Regions from separate parts of the Sus scrofa genome. Here region 1 is linked to region 2. Evidence: chromatin contacts called from public Hi-C data. All regions are on one chromosome and are shown on one strand. Each heading gives the region's core, a stretch centred on a gene start, on an enhancer-like site or on the middle of the called end of the contact. The rest is flanking DNA. Distances are from core to core; before and after follow the strand shown.

The links. Hi-C and Micro-C count contacts between places; a contact is called where the count stands out from the background.
Region 1: a Hi-C map of embryonic fibroblasts shows a contact between it and region 2, with 3 times the contacts expected there. The contact joins two enhancer-like sites. A contact is called at or near these places in 1 of 5 promoter capture datasets (liver), 16 of 47 Hi-C or Micro-C datasets (alveolar macrophages, brain, embryonic fibroblasts and 9 more) and 2 of 2 datasets of contacts at active chromatin or transcription factors (alveolar macrophages and skeletal muscle).

The regions. Positions count from the first base shown.
Region 1 is chr8:131,932,158-131,935,772 of Sscrofa11.1, forward strand. No RefSeq gene overlaps it. Among named protein-coding and RNA genes, the nearest start is that of AFF1, 9.2 kb to the left of the region's middle. Within about 2 kb of position 2,239, at least 31 of the 83 cell types and tissues checked have an H3K27ac peak or open chromatin away from gene starts, as enhancers often do. A contact at or near this core is called in embryonic fibroblasts and omental adipose tissue, where this site is marked.
Region 2 is chr8:131,776,118-131,780,234 of Sscrofa11.1, forward strand. It overlaps AFF1 (AF4/FMR2 family member 1), which reads right to left. Exons shown (of 21, transcript XM_021101783.1): 8 at 1,504-1,555. Among named protein-coding and RNA genes, the nearest start is that of KLHL8, 140 kb to the left of the region's middle. Within about 2 kb of position 1,389, at least 16 of the 83 cell types and tissues checked have an H3K27ac peak or open chromatin away from gene starts, as enhancers often do. A contact at or near this core is called in embryonic fibroblasts and omental adipose tissue, where this site is marked.

The DNA of each region.
Region 1 (3,615 bases), core at 989-3,488, 160 kb after region 2:
ATCCCTGGCCTTGCTCAGCAGGTTAAGGATCCGGCATTGCCATGAGCTGTGGCGTAGGTTGCAGATGCAGCTCGGATCTGGCGTTGCTGTGGCTGTGGCATAGGCTGGTGGCTACAGTTCCGATTAGACCCCTAGTCTGTGTACCTCCATATGTGGCTGGTGCAGCCCTAGAAAAGAAAAAAATTTTTCTTTAACTTATTTTCTTTTTTTTAATTCCAGGCCAGGGATCAAACCACACCAGAGCAGGAATGAGAGCCACAGCAATGACAATGCCAGATCTTTAACCCCCTGAGCCACCAGGGAAATCCCAATGAAAATTTTTTAAAAATAAATACATGAATGCACACACACAAAGAATAAAATACAGAATGTAGAAAACCAACTTTATTACATTAATGAAATTAAGTTTACTAATTATAAAAAAGTCCATTATCTAAGTCATGTTTAACTTTCCTTTTAAATATCTTCCTTCCCCACAAGTTCCCTTCCTGTTTTTGTTTCATTTCTCATTCTTTCACCAAATAGCTACTACTTCAGTTCAATTACAGGATATAAAGACAAACAAGAGACTGCCTTTGTCCTTGGAGAGTTCACATCTCCAAGGAAAGTGTTGAAGGCAGAATTTGAAGATGGCCCTGAAGTTTCCCACTCCTGGTGTGTATTTGCTATTTAATTGCCTCTCTCTGAGTGCGGGCGAGTCGGACCTAAGCAGGTGAGGTTTTTTCTTTCTTTCTTTTTAGGGCCACACCTGCAGCATATGGAAGTTCCCAGGCTAGGGGTTAAATCAGAGATGCAGCTGCCGGCCTAGCCACCACCACATCAACGCTGGATCTGAGCCCCATCCAAGACTTGCACCGCAGCCTGCATCAGTGTGGGACCCTTCATCCGCTGAGCGAAACCCGGGTTGGAACCAATCCTCAGGAACACCATGTCGGGTTCTGAACCCGCTGAGCCACAACAGGAATTCCAGTGAGCTCTTTTTAAAAGGAAGATCCAGGGGCCAAAGAAGGAGGAAGTTGGAGAGGTTCAGAGCTACAGCAGATGCTCTCCTTTGGCCTTGAAGGAACGATTTGCTATGTTTCTGGAAAGAGAGGGCCATGTAACAAGGACCTGAGAGTGATCTTTGGCCTCCGGTTGGCAAAAAAGTAGGAACCTCAGCCACACAACTGCAAGGCAATGAATTCTGCCGAGGGAACTTGGAAATGGATCTTTCCCTGTAAGGCTCCAAACGAAGATATAGGCAGATACCACCTTGACTGCAGCCTGGCTGAGATCCAGAGCAGTGGACCCAGGTAAATATGCTGGACTCCTGAGTTACAGAAACTCTGAGGTGATAAATGGGAGTTGTTTTAGACTGTGAGGTTGGTGGTAACTTTTAATGCGTCAATAGAAAAGTAATACGGGAGTGCCCATCATGCCTCCGCAGAAATGAATGACTAGTGTCCATGAGGATGCGGGTTCGATCCCTGGCCTCGCTCAATGGGTTGAGGATCCGGTATTGCCATGAGCTGTGGTGTAGGTTGCCGACACGGCTCAGATCTGGCGTTGCTGTGGCTCTGGCGTAGGCCGGCAGTTACAGCTCCAATTGGACCCCTAGCCTGGGAACCTTCATATGCCGAGGGAGCGGCCCTAAAAAAAAAAAGGCGTCCTGCCCGAAGTAGAACCCAAGAGGAACCATAAAAGGAAAAGAGGACGGTGGGGAGTGGCGTGACTGCAGGGGGCCCAGGGCGCTAAAATGCACACATCCCAGAGTGACAGAGTTCACGGTAAGTTTTAGAAACTAGAAATACTTCCAGAGGCCTGAAAGTAAAGGGAGAAGAGTAAAAGGTTTCAAAAGAGATGTAGGAAAGGGGAAGAGGATGGAGTTCCCATCATGGCTCAGTGGTTAACCAACCCGACTAGGATCCATGAGGATGCGGGTTCGATCCCTGGCCTCGCTCAGTGGGTTAAGGATCCGGCGTGGCTGTGGCTGTGGTGTAGGCTGGAGGCTTCAGCTCTGATTCGACCCCTAGCCTGGGAACCTCCATAGGCCCCAAGTACCACCCTGGGGCCAAAAAAAAAAAAAAAAAAAGTAATAAACACATAAGACTTACATGTTGGCCCAGTGTGTGATCTCAATTGCGGGGTTCCCAGGAACCCTAAGTGTGCTCATTTGCCTCAAATCCAGTCCTGGCTCTTCCTCCAGCGGGCTGTGAGTCACAAGGGGTTGTTTCTTGGAACCACCGTTTCCAGGCTTCTTGCCAGGAAAATAGGCTTCCGGCTGGGTTTAGCCAATGGCTGGCACCGGGAGGAGTGGAGGCAGGAAGAGGGCAGATGCCACGATTCTTCTCCTCTCCTTCTGCTCCCGACCGGGGCTCCCACCCAGTGGCTGCACCTCCGCCGCAGCCCCAGCTCCCATGGATCCTGAGGGGTGGCTCTGCCTCCTGGGCTCCGGTAGCACTAGGCCGTCCCTCAGCCCAGCCTTGGGTGCAGCTATTCATTGCTTCCTACTGTTGCTTAATCCCCGAGGAGCCTCACCTTCCCCAATTTGGTCTAACAGCTCTTCAGCCTGTGCCTTTTAACTAGTTCCCTTATTAAATTCTCTCTATGGAACTACCACCGGGCATGAGGCTTCTTTTCCTAATTGCATCCTTACTGGATCATTATGTCTGACAGGGGAAGGAACTCAGAGACAGATCAACCTGACCATTAACTCGCAGTTCAGATATTGTGGAGCTCCATGGAGGCTGAGGCTGTGACTCTCAAGGGTTTTGCTCTCTAACAAGCTGCCCGGTCTCCCTGAACTTGCTGGCTCCTCTTCCTTTCTCTATTACAGTAGCCTGCAGCCATTCAGCATCTCTTCCCTGCTGTCTCTCTAATCTGTTCTCCACAGGGCTGCCACGTGAGCCCTCCTTAAGCCTATCTCTGATCATGTGACTTATCTGGCCCTTGCAAAGTGCATTAAGCACCACTTCCCCTTTCTAGACCCGAGACTCCTCAGACGAGCTCTTAAATCAGTCTTTTTGGCTTCGCTTTTGTTAAGTGTTTATGTGGTTCTACTGAAAATCTACCCTTCATGTTCACGTCTGTGTCTTTGCTTATACTCTGTCTCTTCCCTTTAGCTGGAATGCTCTATTTCTGCCTTTTAAAATAATATCTGTCCTCCAAAAGTTACTGATTTATTCATTCGCTTAATAAACTTGGGCAAAGTACATTCTGGTCTTTGGGACAGAAGGAAGGACAAGATGGTCCCTGACCTCTAGAGTAGGCGTTGGCATGCTTTTTCTGTAAGGGACCAGATTATAAATATTTTAAGCTTTGTGGGTCACATGGTCTCTGTTGCCACTGCTCAGCTCTGCCCGTGGAGCACAAAAACAGCCAGAGGTAGTACATAAATGAAGGTGTATGACTCTTCCAATAAAACTTCGTTTACAAAACCAAGTGGCAAGCTGGATTTGGCCCAGGGACTGTATGTAGTTTGCTGACCTCACCTCTAGAAACTCACATCTAAACAAATGGAAAAGGTAGCAGGAAATAATAATGAATAAAACATAGGAAAAAAAAAAAAAACACATGGGGAATTCCCGTCATGGCTCAGCAGTAACGAATCCCTCTGAAGTCCATGAGGATCCGGGT
Region 2 (4,117 bases), core at 139-2,638:
TGTCTATTTTCCACCTACTGCCATCTGGCTTAACTGACCACCTCCCCCTCTAACTATAATCTAAGTGGGTGATTCTAGACTTTCAGAACTCAGGAGAAAAGTTTTCTTAAAAGGAAAAAGGAGGAGGAGGTCCTGCTGCAGCTCAGCTGGTTACAAATCCAACCAGTACCCACAAGGATGCGGGTTTGATCCCTGGCTCTGCTCAGTGGGTGAAGGATCCAGCTTTGCTGCAAGCTGCGGTGCAGGTTGCAGATGCGGCTCAGATCTGGCATTGCTGTGGCTGTGGGGTAGGCCGGCAGCTGTAGCTCCGGATTTCACCCCTAACCTGGGAACTTCCATATGTCGCAGGTGCAGCCCTAAAAAGCAAAGCAAAAAAGCAAAAAAAAAATTATTTGAGAAATATTTTTTAAAAAGAGAAAAGGAGGGAAAAAAAGGCAGAAAAGAATAACTAATATAGGGTTAATTCTTTTTTCCAGCAAAGGGTAAAAAAAATAAGTGAAAACTCACCTCAGCCAGAATCGTAAACAAAACAGACTTTTTTTTACACACATGAAAATCCATCCTTCAAACTACAACAAATTTGTCTTTTAACCAAAACCCCCCTCGTTCCTTTTTTTCTTACTTTGCTGCAGAGAAGTGAAAACAACTGCATCAAGGACCCGGCCCCAGGGACCAGGACTTAACTCGGCCACGTTCAGGTGGTGAGCGGATACCGAGAACCACTCTGCCTCAACTATGACAGCCTTTGAGAGATCCAGTCCCCAGCAACATCCCTCCCCAAACACAGGGAACAAATACTACACCCGGAAAACAGAAGAAAGCCGGAGCTTGAACCTGGACTCCGTGGAGATGAGCAATTGGCATGGTACTAACTGATCAGATACTGAGGAAACAAGGGCCTCCTTGCTTAGCCCCTGAACCACTGCTAGCCACGAAGACAGACAGATGAGTGCAATACCACCAAGAAACGACAAATTGGGTCAAAATGCCGGCTTAAAAATCTTCACTATGCAGTTGGTTTCAACTGTTCCAAAAACCCAAGATATATCTGGACTTCGCTTGGCCTTAATAAAGAACAGCTGGGCAGTAAGGCTCATTCTTTATTAGTTAAAACTGGGCCAAAAAAGTGGCAGGAAACCTGAAATTGTGTGCGCACACATACACGCCCCCAAAATTTGTTTCCAAAAGCTAAAGCTATTTAAGACTAAAATTTATAACGCTAAAACCTTCAATTTTCCACAGTTAACATGCAAACAATAGTTCAAAAGCCTTTCTTTTTAAGAAAACCCTTTAGCAAACTCTTCTGGTGTCTAAACCTCCAACGGGAGAGCTTAATCCAAACAGAAATGTGGGTTATGCCTCCCGTTTACAAGGCAGCAGTACTTCACGCGTCATGACTGAAAGCAGCGGGGGAGGGGGCTCTCAACAACCGATTGACAGGGGACCTTACAATGTTACATCATCAACTTTTCATAAACGAAAGCATTCTTTTTTTTAACTTACGATGTTCCCTGCTGAGGATTACTGTGGGGTTTTGAAGATGTGTCATATTGTTCTGTGGGGGAGGAAAAAAAAAACGATCAGAGCAGCACAAGGACGAGTTCGGGAGACTTAGTTACAAATTCCCTCCCCTTTTTTGCTGCCCTCCCTCCTTTTCCACCCAAACGCTCAGGAGACTTCAGGGCTGTCGAGCAGAGTGCGACACTCTGCTTACAAAAGCATGCTCGTGTCACCTTTAGCGAGAAGGTCTGCCCAGGACTGGGAAGCCCTTAAAACACACACACTCTGAGGGCATCGCCTGCAGCACGCAGACCGCTTGCCGGCAGCTGCTGGGGGCTGCCGAGGCCCACGTGATGGGACGTCACACACCCAGCAGTGACTTGCCAGCACGCCCTTGTACAGCCTCTGTCCTTGGCCCACTGTGTCCCCACCTCTTCCCCCACTGCTCAACGCCCCCACTTCATTTATTCATCCGTGCTTTACAAACTGCCCCCGAGACACCAACTATTCAAGGCATTTGCCCCCGTCCTCGACGACGGCTGCTGGAGGGACATGGGACGCGCACGCGTGTCTGCAGCGCGAGGCGGTGCGGGATGAGCACGCGCCGCAGCCTCTGCATGGACGGCTGGGGGCTCGAGAGAATGCTCAGCCGCTGGTCGTGACCGGAGGCAGCGAATTAGAAAAGGGACCAAGGACGGAGGATCTCAACCTCTTTAGGACTTGACCCGGGCCAGATCGGGACGGGGAAGAAGGCCGGGTGCCGCGTGCACGAGAGGACCAGGGGAGGCAGATTTCGGGGGGTCCCGAGTGCCTCGATGAGACGTGAAAACGGGAGTCGTTGGGCAATGAAGACCCCGCCGAAGCAGGACACAGCAAGGCCTCAGGAAGACGACGCTGCTGGCGCCACCAGGACAGCGACAGAAATCTGGGGTGAGGAAAGGAACCACAAATGCCTTGTGGAGACCCTTGAGGTCTGCAGTTAAGCGCCTTATCCTCGTGGTGGCAGCAGCTCTTACACGACGTGTTTAAACTGCTTCCCCTCCTGGCAAGCTAGCCAGGCTGCGGCCACACATTCCTGGGGCTAAAGTCCACTCACATCCAGCTCCACGAGGCTCTGGTAGTCCTCAGGCAGCCGTGTGTTTTGCCCATGCGGACAGAAATACTGGGGCACATACAAGTAAAATCCCTATCCCTCCACAGACTCCAAAACCAAGAGACAACTCAAGACATCCGAATTGTGAAATCTGTCACAGTCCACCTTTCTGAAAGCTGTATCTACACATACGGCCCTTCCTCCCCACCCAACACACAAGCAGACCCCTCTAGGGTCCACCGAGGCCCCACAGAGGCAAACAAGGCTTTCGAGCACACAGCATGAAAGACCCCATGGCAAGCATGTGCTGAGCCGAGACCTACAGGAGACCTGCCAGCACCTGCAACGTCTCATCAAGGCCACAAGGAATCAGTCTACTCTACGCCACAGGCCTGGAAGGGGACCGTCCCCGGCCAAGAAAGCGCTCACCCGTTCCTCTTCAACTCCAGTCTGCTGAAAGGAGCTATCAGTTTCGAGGATTACAAGGTCTTTCTAAACCAGAAGACAGCAATCATGCAAACTGTGAGTAACCCAGGGGAGGGCATACCATCTGCATGGGGGGCAGCCCTAGCAAATGGGGCGGCGTGGGGGGAGCAGGGAGGTAAAGGGGTGCACAGCAGTCCTGCCCACGGCTGAGCTGGCGGCCCACCTGCAGACTTGGGCCACTTCACCCATTGCCCATCTCTGGATGGGAGTCCAAGGCATTAGGAAAAAAGATCTCCCCAGCTCCCAGGACTGTGGCAAGAAGGCTGGGTTTATTACACTGCCCCCCCGGGGGGGGATTTAGTTAGGGGTTACCTCAAGGTCTTACTCAGTATTTCTAGAGCACGGGATGGCAGCTTTTTCTGTAAAGGTCTCATAGTAAATAATTTAGCCTCTGCGTGTTACACCTTGCAGCAGTCCCAAGAGAAGGCGTGTGGCTGTGTCCTAGTAAAACCTTCTCTACAAAAACTAGCTGTATAGCAGATCAGGCTCCCAGCCTACAGGGTGCCTACTTCTGTTCTAGAGGAAGGATATTCCATTTCTTGCCTTTCTCATCTTTTTTTTTTTTTTTTTAAAACTCTCCTCATATCCTTGCAACTTAAACAATCGGACGATCAAGGGAACCTCTAAGGGAGGGAGAAGACTGAGATGGAGAGGTGTGAAGAGTCACCTCTCCAGAATGCCTAGGAGCAATCTTTTCCCAACACACACACACACACACCCCACCCACCCACACGCACCACTCACCCTGCCTTGGTCTCCTTATTCTGTGAAGGCTAAAACCACACGTGGAGGAGCGAAACGACTGCCAAGTCATTTCTGTAAGGCTTGAAATGCCTCGCATGCAGTTGAGACAAAGAACTTAGTGCATCGAAGGGTTCCTGATGAAGAGAAAGGCTGCATCCAGGTAACCTTCTTCTGCTTCCCCCTCAATTCTCAAGAATGTACCGTTCATACTTGTAACCACAATCGGCTAACCACAGCTCACCAGGAGGAACCGAAAAGAATTACATGGCCAGTACCTACAGAAGGACTAAAGAG